Regions from separate parts of the Zea mays genome. Here region 1 is linked to region 2. The links are chromatin contacts, called in public Hi-C maps. All regions are on one chromosome and are shown on one strand. Each heading gives the region's core, a stretch centred on a gene start, on an enhancer-like site or on the middle of the called end of the contact. The rest is flanking DNA. Distances are from core to core; before and after follow the strand shown.

Region 1 (6,394 bases), core at 2,240-4,739, 160 kb after region 2:
CAACAAACTTACTCAAAGGGAACCGAAGCCCAGCCTTGAAGAAGCTCCGAAAAATCACAACTTCGTTCTCCTCAGGGACATGGACGTTGTTGTCTCCGCCATCCCTCACAATAGACATATCCTGAAAGTACCTTCCCCTCATATTTTTGAGATGACTCTATTTGATGGTCGATTTTCCGAAGATTGAATGACTTCGTCTCCAGGGCCGATCCTCAGAATCTTCGTCCCCACTCTCCACATCATAGTTATCGTTGTCACCAGTATGTTCAGACAAGCCCTCCAGTATTTCTTTAGTAATCTTCTCAGTATTTGTTTTTGCCATCGACTCGACAAATCCAGCAATATAATAATCCACAGTTTTCTTCTCCTCAAAAAGCTTCTCCTCTTCAGTCAGCTTCGTCTCGGTAGTAACCTTCTTGTCTTGAGACATTTTTTCTTTAGAAATGGCGAAAACGCGTCTTTTAAACCAAAGCTCAGAGAGCTTGAAAAACTAGCAAGCGCTAGTGGGCAAGAGCTATAAAATTGAGAAAATAATGCAAATGGCACAAACAATGTATCAAATGCAGCTGTCGCAAGTCCTTATTTATACGCCCAGCGTGCTGCAAAGTGGAGGGCCCCGTCTGTCATTGATTATTGCTATTCTAGCAAAGGGAAGGTGTTTTTTCGGACCTTCGGCTTAAGGCCTTCGTTCACGTCGCAATCTGAATTCGTTATCTTAACAAATTAATACTGTGAGGGGCTACTGTTGGGGGGCTTTGTCCTCCGAAGGTCCTCAAAAACATGATTTAACAATGTTGGGGACTTGTTCTCAAGTGCTATGAATTAAGAACAAGGCAACACAAAATGTTAAATGTTAATATCCTTCGTCCTTCGAAACATTATTTCCCTGAGGATATAATGATTTTCGAACGAAGGTTATGAAGGACATACCTTCATCAGCATGAAATACAATAATGAAGAAGGAATCATATAAAACATAAAAAATAACATAAACAGTTGTGTATTATTGTTGAATCATTTCCATTTTTTATGATGGGAAAATAGAAATGGTATCAAATTACAAATGTACCTTTCGCTCGTGAGAAGGTAAAGGTACAAGTGTGACGCAAAAGCCAATATCAAAATCCACGTGAACAGTACAGGGATACTGTTCACCTATTTATAGATACGGGTCGCAGCCCATGGAAGATTACAATAATGCCCTTTACATTTATCAATAACCCTATAGTAATTCTTCAAGGTCTAGTTTGGCTTTTCATCTTTAAGTCGGTTTCCCCCTCCCGCCGTGATGCCGAAGCTCTTCTACACACAGCTTCGGCTCTGCGCCAACCTTCGTGTCCTTTGTGCTTCTTCGTACCGTGGCTCTGATCCGAGTTCTAAGATACCTGTTAATGTCCTTTACTCCAGAAACATTGTTAAATCATGTTTCTTGAGGACCTTCGGAAGCCGAAGGCCCCCAACAAACAATGTCTTCCAAGTGTGACATATGAACAGGTACCTTCGGACTCGGGTTAAAAGCATATACAATATGAAGAGCATGGTCGTGATGAAGGCTAGTGTTGCTCCGAAGCTACGTGCAAGGGAGCTTCGACTAAGTGGCGGAAAAAGGAACCGACCTAAAGGGGAAAAGGCTATTTAGTCCTCGTTGGTTTATCCATAAGTCAATAGTAAATATAAAAGGCATGAATGTAAATTTACACAGGCTACGTCCTGTGCCTATAAATAGATGAATAGTACCCCCGTACTGTTCACGCTGGCTTGTACTCGCTTATGCATCACGCTTGTACTTTTGCCTTCTATCAAGCCAAAGGTATATTTGTAATTCAATATTGTTTCTGTCTTTCCATGATAATATAATGAGAATGAATTAATAATGTTATATGATTGTTTATGTTATCTCTTATATTTCATATGTTTCTTCTTTTGTTAACATATATCGGCATACCGCGTTGATGAAGGTATGTCCTTCATGACCTTCGTCTGAAGATCATTATATCCTAAAAGAAATAATATTTCGAAGGACGAAGGACATTAACCTTTAACATTTTGTGTTGCCTTATTCTTAATTCATAGCATTTGAGAACAAGTCCCCAACAGTCGCACATCCAAAATTGCTACAAGCCAAGCACGCTTAACCTGGAGGTTCTTTCGAGACAGGCTTCCGAAAAAGAAGATGCACCTTGTTGGTATGGATACTCTATTAATTCTATTAAGCCTTGGGCTAGGATATCACCATCCTAGGGCGAGGATATCACAATCCACCCCCTTAGAAGACCGACGTCCTCGTCGATCAACCCCAATCCAGGAATCTCCCCTCTTGGCCATGTTTGTATGTCTAGTGTCGTCATATGTCATGCCATGTGACCACTCTGGCCCCACATGTGCCATGCACCATATACCCGAATCCCTAGCCCACACACGCCCGTAAAACCATGAGGGTTGGCTCTGATACCACTTATAACACCCCGTCCAATCCCGGACTGGCGATACGTACTCCTGACATCTCTCTAGGATCATATATTGTCCCCACGGTCTAATACGAGTCTTTTATACGCACGTTGTCCTCACTCATGCGCACCCGAGAAAACTTCCTGGTCGGTCACCCATCCCAAATTGCTACAAGCCAATCATGCTTAACCTGGAGGTTCTTTCGAGATAGACTTCCGAAAAAAAAGATGCGCCTTGTTGGTATGGATACTCTATTAATTCTATTAAGCATTCGGCCAAGATATCACCATCCCAGGCGCCAGGATATCACAGCTATGCATTTGGTTTTGCCCCTAAAACGGGTGTGATAGAAGTGGTATCAGTGCTATGCTGGCTATAGGTCGTTAGACTAGTTAGAAATAGAAAGCCCAATCTATTTAAAATATGCTTATTTTGCTATTACAAATTTATTTTATTAATCTTGTCTCTTTAAAAATTCTACTAAGGTGACACTTTCTTCTTGTAGATGGTGCGGACTTTCCAGACCACCTGTGTGAACATCAACCGTATCCCTCCACCTCAGCAGGCTCCTTTCTACCTAGTTGTGGTGGAAGAAGTCTCTGTGGAGCTGCACCACCTTCAAGTGAGGAATGGTATGATCTTGTAGGACAGCTCTGAGGAGATTCTGGCGACACCCACTCCATTATCAGATTCTCATGCCTTTGCTGCTGGAGCTTCATCTTCAATGCCACCGGTGCCGGTAGCTCAAGCCACTGTTCCTGGAGATGATGACCCCGTTGATTTTGGTGATGATAAAGACAATGATGATGATGAAGAGGAGGAAGAAAACAATGACAACAATAAGGATGCTAACAATGAACCGGAATAAGAAGACAACTTTGTTGGATTGTGGCATGTTGCAAAACACTCCATCGCAGCATCATATCATTAAGTCCCTTGGGAGCCGCTTAGGTTTGCCTCACGTGAGGAAGAAAAAAAGTTCGTTTTAGACTCATTTAAACTCACGAGGCTCTCGGAGCCAAGTCTGAGCCAGCGCTTTTTTTTTTCTCGAGCGGTGCCACACGGCCACATTGCCACAAGCCCACAACCAGACGGGGAGAGAGCGAAAAACGGGGCGACCGAGCTAGCTCGCCGTCGTTTCCGGCTCCCCTCCCTCCTCCCATACCGTTGCCCTACCCCCACTACCGCGCCCCGCGGCCCCGCCGGGTCCTCCTCCCTCCGCTCGCTCGGAACCAGAGGCCTCGCGACGTCTCGCGCCATGCGGGCTCGCGATCTGCTAGGGTTTCCTCCGGCGGGCGCGGCCATGTCGTCGGCGGCGGCGCTCCTCCTCCTCCCCCTCCTCACCGTTGCTGGCCAGGGGCCGGTCTGCCAGAGGCCGCCCGTCGCCGCCGTCATCCTGCAGCAGGCGTCCACCTGTCGAGCGGTGGACGCCCCAGGGCTCCGGGGTCACCGCGCCGGCTTCGTGGAGGTGGGCTTCGCTTTGTCGTTAAATTTCGCCATCACTCTAGCAGAAAATTTGGGTCCGGTTGCTTGCGCTGCCAGGCTGGCGTTTGGAGCGAGGGAATTTAATGTCGTTTTGGTTCTATCCACCTTTGTGATTTGATTGACTCCTGAAGCCGTAATCCCATGCTAATGGTCGATCTAAGCTCTGCCCACGATGAATACTTCATATATTGCAGCTTTATAAGTTACAATTGCAAACTCCTTTTTCGGTTTTCGAAAATGATGTTCAGTAGTTTCAGTGCCGATGCCAAAACTGACTGAACTCTGTGTCGATCTGTTACCTTGAAAGCTTAAGCAGCTGGTGTCCCTGCAACCGCCTCTGGGAATATTCTGTTGAATATCTTAGGTGTTGATGCTTGTGGTGCTGGTACTCTGGTAGTAATTCGATGACACCAGACATGAGTTATAACTACCTGACTATAAGAGTAGGGATTATTTTCTGTTACCTATGACTATCCATGATCGTTTAGTTCATTCCAGTTCAGCTGGACTCTTATGTTGGATCTGTGCTGGGCACTCTGTAGGCCCGTACTGAATGTAGTAGATACATGCACAGGTTTAAAATGAGTAGCATGTCTTTTTTTATACTGTACCACCCTCAGGGTATGATTTCCATTTCTGTATGATATCCATGCAAAAGCTGGTCTGCATGTGGAATCTCTTTTATTTTGTATGCACACACCATAATGATAAATATTCCCACTAATAAGTGCATGTTTTCTTGATTTCTTCTCTGTCAATTGACTATCTATTGCTATCTGCTGTCAAAAGTTAGATTAAATGTTAGCAACCTCGTTAGGGTTTTGGGTTAGTCCTCATGTAATTAACTGTATACCCTTGTGTAATGTGCTTGGCCCAACTACTTTGTCTATATTAATACATTTCCAGCCCTGCTTAGGGTTTCCCACATTCTAACCTGGTACCAGAGATAGGTTTAGTTCTCTCTCCCCTCTCTCCCACCCACAGCCGCCGGTCACCTCTTGCTCAGCCCGCCGGCCACCTCTGCTCACCGCTGGTCACCCTAGGCCGCTGACCTTCTCCTCCCCAGATCTAGATCCAACCCTTTCCTACTCCTCACACCTCCACCATCTCTGCTCCAGCATCTAGTCGCCGGAGAAGAGGAGGGCGCCAGCACCAGCGCCTCCCATACTCCTCCCCGCCGCTGGATCCGCCAGCAGCGGCTCCTTCACAGCGCCCAGCCGCCGGAGAAGAGGAGGGAGCCCGCATCCGCACGTCCCGACTCCTTCCCTTCCCTCCTTATCGACGCGAGAAGACGCAATCCTGGGAGCTCCTGGTGCCTTCGATTCCTTAGGAGCCCACCGCGATCTGGCTCTTGTAGCAGCATAGGGCTCCACCGCTCTCCTGTTGCATCTGCATCGACGACGGCGGCAACGCTTCCCCTGAGTTTCCCCACTGCTCTGCTAGACCTCCCCGCTGCTGGCCCGCTCCTTGCAGCAGCACCCCTCCTGTCTTCTTCCTAGGCATGGCTGCTGTGCCAACAACTTCTTCCACCGTCGGCGTGTCCCCTGCTACTCCCCTTCCCACTGCATCGGTGGCCCTCTACGCCACGGGCGCGGGCACCCATGTCCTCCCCATGGTGGCTGCGTTGCCTCGCTTTGCGCCTGTGGCGCTGACCATGACCCTCTGGCCCGCCGCCATCACCTATGTGCCCCCCTCTTAAGAGCCTTCCCTCGTTCGTTGCTCCTGTGGCCCTCGGCCTTCTCGGCGCCGCCACCGTGTCTATTCTTTATCCTAGCCTGCGCATGGCCCCGACTCTCCATGTCGTCCCTCCTCTTGTCGTCGGGTGCCCTGCCTTTGCCCTGGCCGTCGGTGCCACTTCTTTCCCGGCTCTGTCCAGTTCCACCACAATCTTTGTGCGCGTCAGCCTTCATGATGGCCAGCTTATCCGGGTAACCTTTGTGGCTTTTGATCGGGCCATGGACCCTTTTCTCCACGACCATGTAGAGATCCATCCTCAGGCGGGCCGCTACGAGCCTGGACCACTTGTCTTCCCCTTTGCTGTGATTGCCTTCCTGGTGATCGAGACCTTGTTGTCTCCCTCCCCTCCTAGTGGCTCTGTCGGAGCACCTCCCCTGGCTCTCTCCTCGCACCACGTGCCTTTGCCACCCTCCCTCTCCCACCGATTGGGTGTTCAACTTCGGAGCTTCCTTCCACACCACTCCTACCACTACCTCATTATCTCACTACCATCCTCCACACCCCTCACATCCTTCTTCTTTCGTTGTGGGGAACGGTTCTACCCTCCCGGCCACCTCAGTAGGTGGTGTATCGGTTTTTTCGGGACCCTTCTACCTTAACGACGTTCTTGTTGCTCCCCATTTGACTCATCCCCTTCTCTCGGTTCGTCACTTCACTAGTGACAACCACTGTTCTATGGAGTTTGATCCCTGGGGGCTCACCATACGACACCTTCCCACTCGTG
Region 2 (6,416 bases), core at 3,586-6,085:
TTGGAGGCTGCGGAAGAGGTGTTGAGTTGGGATGGTGAGGATCGTCTAGATCACGATACCAGGTTGTCAAGGGCGTTAAACCCTTGGCTGGCTGGACCGCGGCTACGGAGCTCGTAACCGTCGGCCGTCTTCTCCGGTGAGGTTATTCCCCTCTACCGTAGGCTTAGAGAATAAGAGAGATGAGGCTAACAATCTGCTTGCCTTAATTGTCCTGGTTACAAGAATATATAGGGCCATAGCCCAACTAACTGGAGTAACAAACTCCTGAAATTATGGAACTGATAACTCTTAAAGGGAAACTAATAATATCCTTCTGCCTTATCTACTCGATCAGCTCGAGCCAGCTGTGCGTGTGTCCCCCCTGGCCGCGTGTTCCTCTGCTCGGCGTACGTCCCTGGCCCGGCGCCTCCTAGTGTAGACTTGTCCCCACATGACAATTTCCAAAAGGTGTAAGGTCATCTTGGTCAAAGCAAGTTGAGAAGAAACATTACCCACATATTTTTGACTCCAGGACTGCAGGGCCTTCGCAAGTCTTTTGAATTTAATAGATAATCTCTCCATGGGACAAAAAAAACCGAAATACTAGAGTTCCAGGAATCAGACACCACCTCCTGAAAACCTTGCATCTTTGGCCAAAAACTCTCAAAGTGGAAACGCTTCTTTCCCTTAAAGCCCACATTAAGCCTCAGAACCAGGGGACAGTGATCAAACATACTAGAGGCATTACTCTGCAGAGAACAATCTAGGAATAAGGCCTCCCAATCAGAAGTGCAGAACACCCTGTCAAGCTTGACTAAGGTAGGGACATCTCTTTGGACCAGGTGAATCTTCTTCCAGTTAGAGGCAACTCCTTGAGAGAGTGATTATTAATCCAAATATTTAAGCTACCCATGAGAGCTCTATTAAGATTCGAATTATTCTTGTCCTCAGCACAACGGATCATATTGAAGTCCCCTGCAATCACCCAGGACCAGGGCAACTGGTTCTGACCTGAGAAAGTTCTTCTAGAAAAGCCAATTTCTCCTCATCTCTATGGGGGCCGTAGACCCCCGAGAACCACAAGGTGGTGCTGTTTTCCTTCATAAAACAGACTGACACAGAATGATCCAGAATACCACCTCTAGTACCAATGGATGGTAAGTAAACAAAATCCCCAAACTCCGAGCCCTTAATAAGTCAAACATGACAAGTAGGGTACAAAACTAAACCTAATGAATAAGGTACAAAACTAAACATAATGACCAAAGGCATACTCATCTGAAATGTTTTCCTGCTTGATGTATTGGTTGCACTGCTTCAACATATTCTCTGAGAAATCCAGTGCCACAACAAGAGAATATAGCCCACTCTTAATAAATAATCTTGAGAACAGGCCACTTCCACAACTTGCATCAACAATAGTCCCTCCAATTGTTGGCTTCAAATAAGTTTTTGCCATTTCAAACTGCAGGCATTGCAATGTTGTTTAGAAATCTGAAAATGTATATGCTCATACAAATGATATGTAAATGCTGAAATATATGTAAGTTGCTAAGGAAGCCAAACCTGGCTGAACCCAGGATTGAATTCAGGGTCAAGGGTCAACAGTCAAGCAAAGCTTGACATTAGAGCCTTAGCTATGTGGGAAAAAAACTGGTGACACATCATCAACAGCCTAACAGTTGCAATGGGCAAAGCATGGATGCAACAAGCCCATATTTTTCTAGAATGTACAACCCAAAAGGTGATCCGGTAAAAGTAAAATACCATGATCAAAGGTTCTTCAAGAGCTCTTGAGTACCATTTTTTTCATGGGGAAAGGAAAGGAAAAGGAACTACTAATCAAATTTACAGAGATGATTGGAAGACAGAAAGTTCACAAATGCAACCTGAACATCCTCATGAATACAACATAGTTAAGCAGCATGACCTCTCTTTCTAGGCCTGGGAAACCACCCCATATGAAATTTTGGCGCCATCCTCTTTCGTAAAGAAAAGATACCAGTGGAGTCCTGCTCGAATAATCATCAGTAAGGACTAAGAAATAATCTGGTAGAACTAATTAACAATTGCAGTCTCATATTCTTGGTCCCCAGCTCCTCAGAAGAAACAGTTTGGCAAACACTTATACTAGTATGACATGCAACCTTTAAAAAACTGGAGGAAGGCTACCCCCACAGTATTTCACCAAGAAGAGCTCAACCGAAGCCCGGCTGAGAAAAACCATGAAAGATGGATCCCTTATAAAATGGGATGCCACCCCATATGAGGAGTTCGGGCTTTGACCCGTGCTTTGAGACCCAACCCACATGACCACCATTAGTCGGTTCACCCATACCAATTCGCTCCCACTGGAAGTCGAACCCATGACTGAGGAGTACTACTCAGACCACCTAACTAACACCTAGCACACGCACAGACGCGAGGACGTGATAGGGCGGAGCGTGTCACCAGCGCGGTCAAGGACTGGCGGGACACATGTCCAACGCGCATGCAATACGCTACTCACAGCGATTTCAATGGTTGGGCCTCAAAACCACCCAGCTGCTGGTTTTGCTGAGTTTGGACCTCAAAACTCGGCGGTGCGGTTTCGACGAGAAATAAATGCGACATGTGGCATCATCGCGAAGAATGCGTCGAGGGCTCGAGGCGAAGCAACTTCGTATGGAGCATGTGGCCGTCAGATCAAAACCACAGGAGATAATCCATTTCACCCTAGGCTAAGTGGATAGGCTTTATGTATTTAGGGGTAGTTTAGACTAGTGAAATAACTCTCTTTAAATAGATGGGTTGGTTGTTGTGGACAACCATCTCTTTTGGCTAAGTTCATTTGGTTTTTGTTTAGAATACCCTAGTTTCATTCCCTAGTGTAGCCGGAGATCCGCAGGTGTTTTGTTCGCATCTATGTTCTTGTAATCTTCAACTCATTATTCGAAGGAAGGGTGGCCGGACCCATCCACAGGGTTGGTTCAAATCTTGTGCTCAGTTTTGATATGCTGCAGATTTTTATTTGATTTTGCCTTCGACTCTTCCCTTCCCTTGTTCTCGATTTGTGGAAGAACCATCGAGTTCTTGAGTTCGAGATTGTTTGGAGATGCCTTGAGGTAAAGATCACTCTGTAGACCACTACAATCATCTGATTTGAGCAGTTTGTGGTTGTGATCCAATCTGAATTTGTTTGGAAGCCCCAACTAAACCTCAGTCTAATATGTGTTTTCTGATCTGCGATTGATTTATAAATCCATTTGAGTTCAAAATTTGTGGAGACCTTGGAAACTCATTTGTCAAAGTGTGTGTAAGATTTCAGCTCAATCGGAGTCCGTTTGGTTCAGTTTCGCATTCGAAAACTGAATTTCAAGCTGTTGAAAACAGCACTAGTTAGTGACACGGTTTTGTGTTGAATGGTGAAAACCCTAACCCTAACAGGGTTGGGTGATGTATTAATAGACGTGGGTAAACTGGGCCAGTCCCATTACAGAGGGGTGAGATAGTAATTACACGGGGAAAACCCCAAACCCTAAACGCCCTAAACGGGTATTCTAACATTTTGAACCGATTTTGACTTTTCGGTGTTCGATTTGCGAGCCTTTCGATTTGGTCTCGTGTGAGTCATAAAAACATTTCAAAATCATGAGATCACTGGTTGGCTAATGTGCTTTTGGTTTGAGCGATTTCTTCATCTCGATTAAATTTAAGTGCTTAATTTCCAGTTCTAAGCAGCAAAATTTGATAGGCTCCCATTCACCTCTCTCTAGTCATCTCACCGGTCCTTCAGACACTATAATTTTAAGCCACGGAAGATCAATTTCATCTGTTAATTAATTTCCTCGCCTCCTCATTTCACCTAGATTTGGGATGTGTCTAGGAGAAGCGGATTGAAGGGACTAATATCCCCTTACTATTCAATCAATTGAATAGCAAAAGGATATTAGCCCTCCAATGTTCTCTAATCCTCTTGCTCCCAAACATAGCAGGACAGCTAATCCCAGAAGAAACAAACGAACCTCTTTACCTAAACAACTCTGTTGCCACTGGCATGGACTCGGAGTACTCTGTCGAACCAACTGACACTGTAAGATCCCAGTAATCTTGCTTGTTGGGGTAGCATTTCTTGCACGTTGGACATTCGAGACTGGTAGCATCACTGGAGATGAACAAACAACCATCAATTTGAGAACCTGCGTGATAACCAGTTAGCAGTGGCAGGTCAGGTAATGCGGGACGAAATGGGGAGGAAAGACCACTTACTCCAACTGATCGCTCGAGCTCGCCAGGGGGTAGTAGCAGATTGGACACGCCAGCTTCCTGAGCTTCGTCTCCGGCGCCGGCGCCACCAAGGGTTCCTGAAAAGGAAAGCATGCTTTTAACTAGCCGCCTTCTCAGCGGAGTGTGTGGACTTCTGAGTGGGCGGGTTCTCCGCCTGCTCGACGGAATGCTTCAGCGCGGCGGGGCGGGTCCGGGGAGCTCACCACCAGCGCCTCGTCTGGTATGTCGGGAGCGGTGACGGCAGGTGAGGAGCTGGCGCACAGGTCAAGCCTCCTCGCGGAGGCAACCCGGTTACGGCGCGCCGTGATGTGGCTCCGCGGATGCCGATTATAGCAGCACGGCGCCGTGGTAGCTGCTGCGGGGGTGATCGCCGTGCCCAGCGCCGCCATGGGAGATTGGGACTTGGGAGAGGTGGTGCGTCCCTGGAGACTGGAGGCGCGGAGAGAAAACCGGAGGCGGCGAAGCGCCGAAGCGGAATCAAAGCAGTGAGCAGAGCAGGCCGGAGGGAGCAGGTGTGCCCTGTGCGGCGTACGTGCCCGGGGCCTCCACGACAAGGCACACAATTTGTGGTGACGTGCGCGCACTGAGAGCTGATGCCACTGTGCGGCGTGCGTGCCCGGGGCCTCCACGACACGCCAAGGCACACACAATTTGTGGTGACGTGCGTACAGTGAGAGCTGATGTGTCTGGGATGAAAACGAAAAAGATAATATTAGTTTTCAAAACTTTATCAAAATTCAGAGCTAAATAAAAACGAAAACGGAAACAAAATCGATAGAAATATTACGATACCAAAACAAAAAGGGAAATTTGGATCCATACCATTAAAAGATCACCACTTTGGATTCATACCATTACTATCTCACTTACATGTGGGTCCACATGAGTCAATGACATGTAAGATCCATGGTATATATCTAAAGTTTGGATCTTTTAATGGTATAGATCCAATTGTTCCAAACAAAAACGGTTTAAATATCTTTCCATCTTTCAGCCGTTTCCAAAAATTACCGTATTATTTTACCATCAATAAAATATACAGTGCTTTTTAAAATATATCAAATCTAAACTAATCTTTGTAAATACATAATAAAATTATCTTAACTTAGAAAATTACAAAACTAATTTTATTATTTTTGTAAAATCAAGATATATCTAATGCTACATAGTTTAGAGTTGTTTGAAGCTTTTATGGTTTATATTTATAGCTTTTATGAATTGTTATTTTTGATACATGTATTCATAATTCGCCTGAAAACTTGAGAAGGATTAGAAGGACACTAATTATGTTTACTATGTCAAGTAACATGAGTACGCTAAGAATGCAAAAGCCTGTCATCATGCATGCATTGATTCTATAGTCATATGCTACTAGACTTGAAAGTGCTTTATTTAAGTACATGATGGTAATTTTATTATTGTATTATATTTTCTTGTATTTATTGTGACCTCGCGCTTTATATTAAAACTAGTAACTGGCGCACGCCAGCGCGCGTTTTTAATTGTAATTAAGTTAAATTTAATTGTATTTGTCAATAATCATAATTGCTTAGATGAGTGATATAAGTTGATTTAGTAGATACTTACATATAAAATGATATAAGTGTTCTTTCTGCATAAAGACGAAGAGGAACTTTAAAGGCAATTTTGCGAGGTGTTGCATCAGCTTGAGGCACATCATTTTGTAGGACATATATGGTCTATAATCATATTGGTACACATAAAGATGTAACAAATATAGAGGTACCCGCATGACGGACATGTGGTGTTACTTGTTAAAACAATATGTTTTGTATCTATAAAGTACGAATTAATGATTTTAAAGAAGTGTATACGGGTTAACCATTCCGTTCATCTACAATACTTGTAAGAAATTTAACTACAATGATTATTATTTGAACTATTGAAGCATTGCACAACTTCAAAATTTATGAACAGAAGAAAACATATTACCTTTCTATGTAACATATGACGAATATAACCGGAAGCATATATAAAAGGTTGAGATGAAGCAAGTTTAGTAAATCAAGGAGGAAAAAACAGTTAACTGATAAGTATGGAAACAATTATGGTGGTTGTATAATATGAATTGTTTGTCATTATTGGACCATATGCAAAAAAGAAAGAAACATAATTTTTATTTTCTCCTTTGTCTAGTTCCAAGGCTACAC

The links. A called contact is a pair of places that touch in the nucleus more often than the background predicts.
Region 1: a Hi-C map of ear shows a contact between it and region 2, with 2.6 times the contacts expected there. The contact joins the promoter of LOC606421 here to the promoter of LOC100284057 in region 2. A contact is called at or near these places in 6 of 25 Hi-C or Micro-C datasets (bundle sheath, ear, leaf and 2 more).

Annotation. Positions count from the first base shown.
Region 1 is chr1:222,990,105-222,996,498 of Zm-B73-REFERENCE-NAM-5.0, forward strand. It overlaps LOC606421 (adenosine 5'-phosphosulfate reductase-like 5), which reads left to right and starts at 3,490. Exons shown (of 4, transcript NM_001112296.1): 1 at 3,490-3,916. The coding sequence starts at 3,707.
Region 2 is chr1:222,831,692-222,838,107 of Zm-B73-REFERENCE-NAM-5.0, forward strand. LOC100284057 reads right to left here and starts at 4,836. Exons shown (of 9, transcript NM_001156955.2): 1 at 4,449-4,836; 2 at 4,228-4,322; 3 at 3,992-4,123; 4 at 1,910-1,991; 5 at 1,254-1,444. The coding sequence starts at 4,634.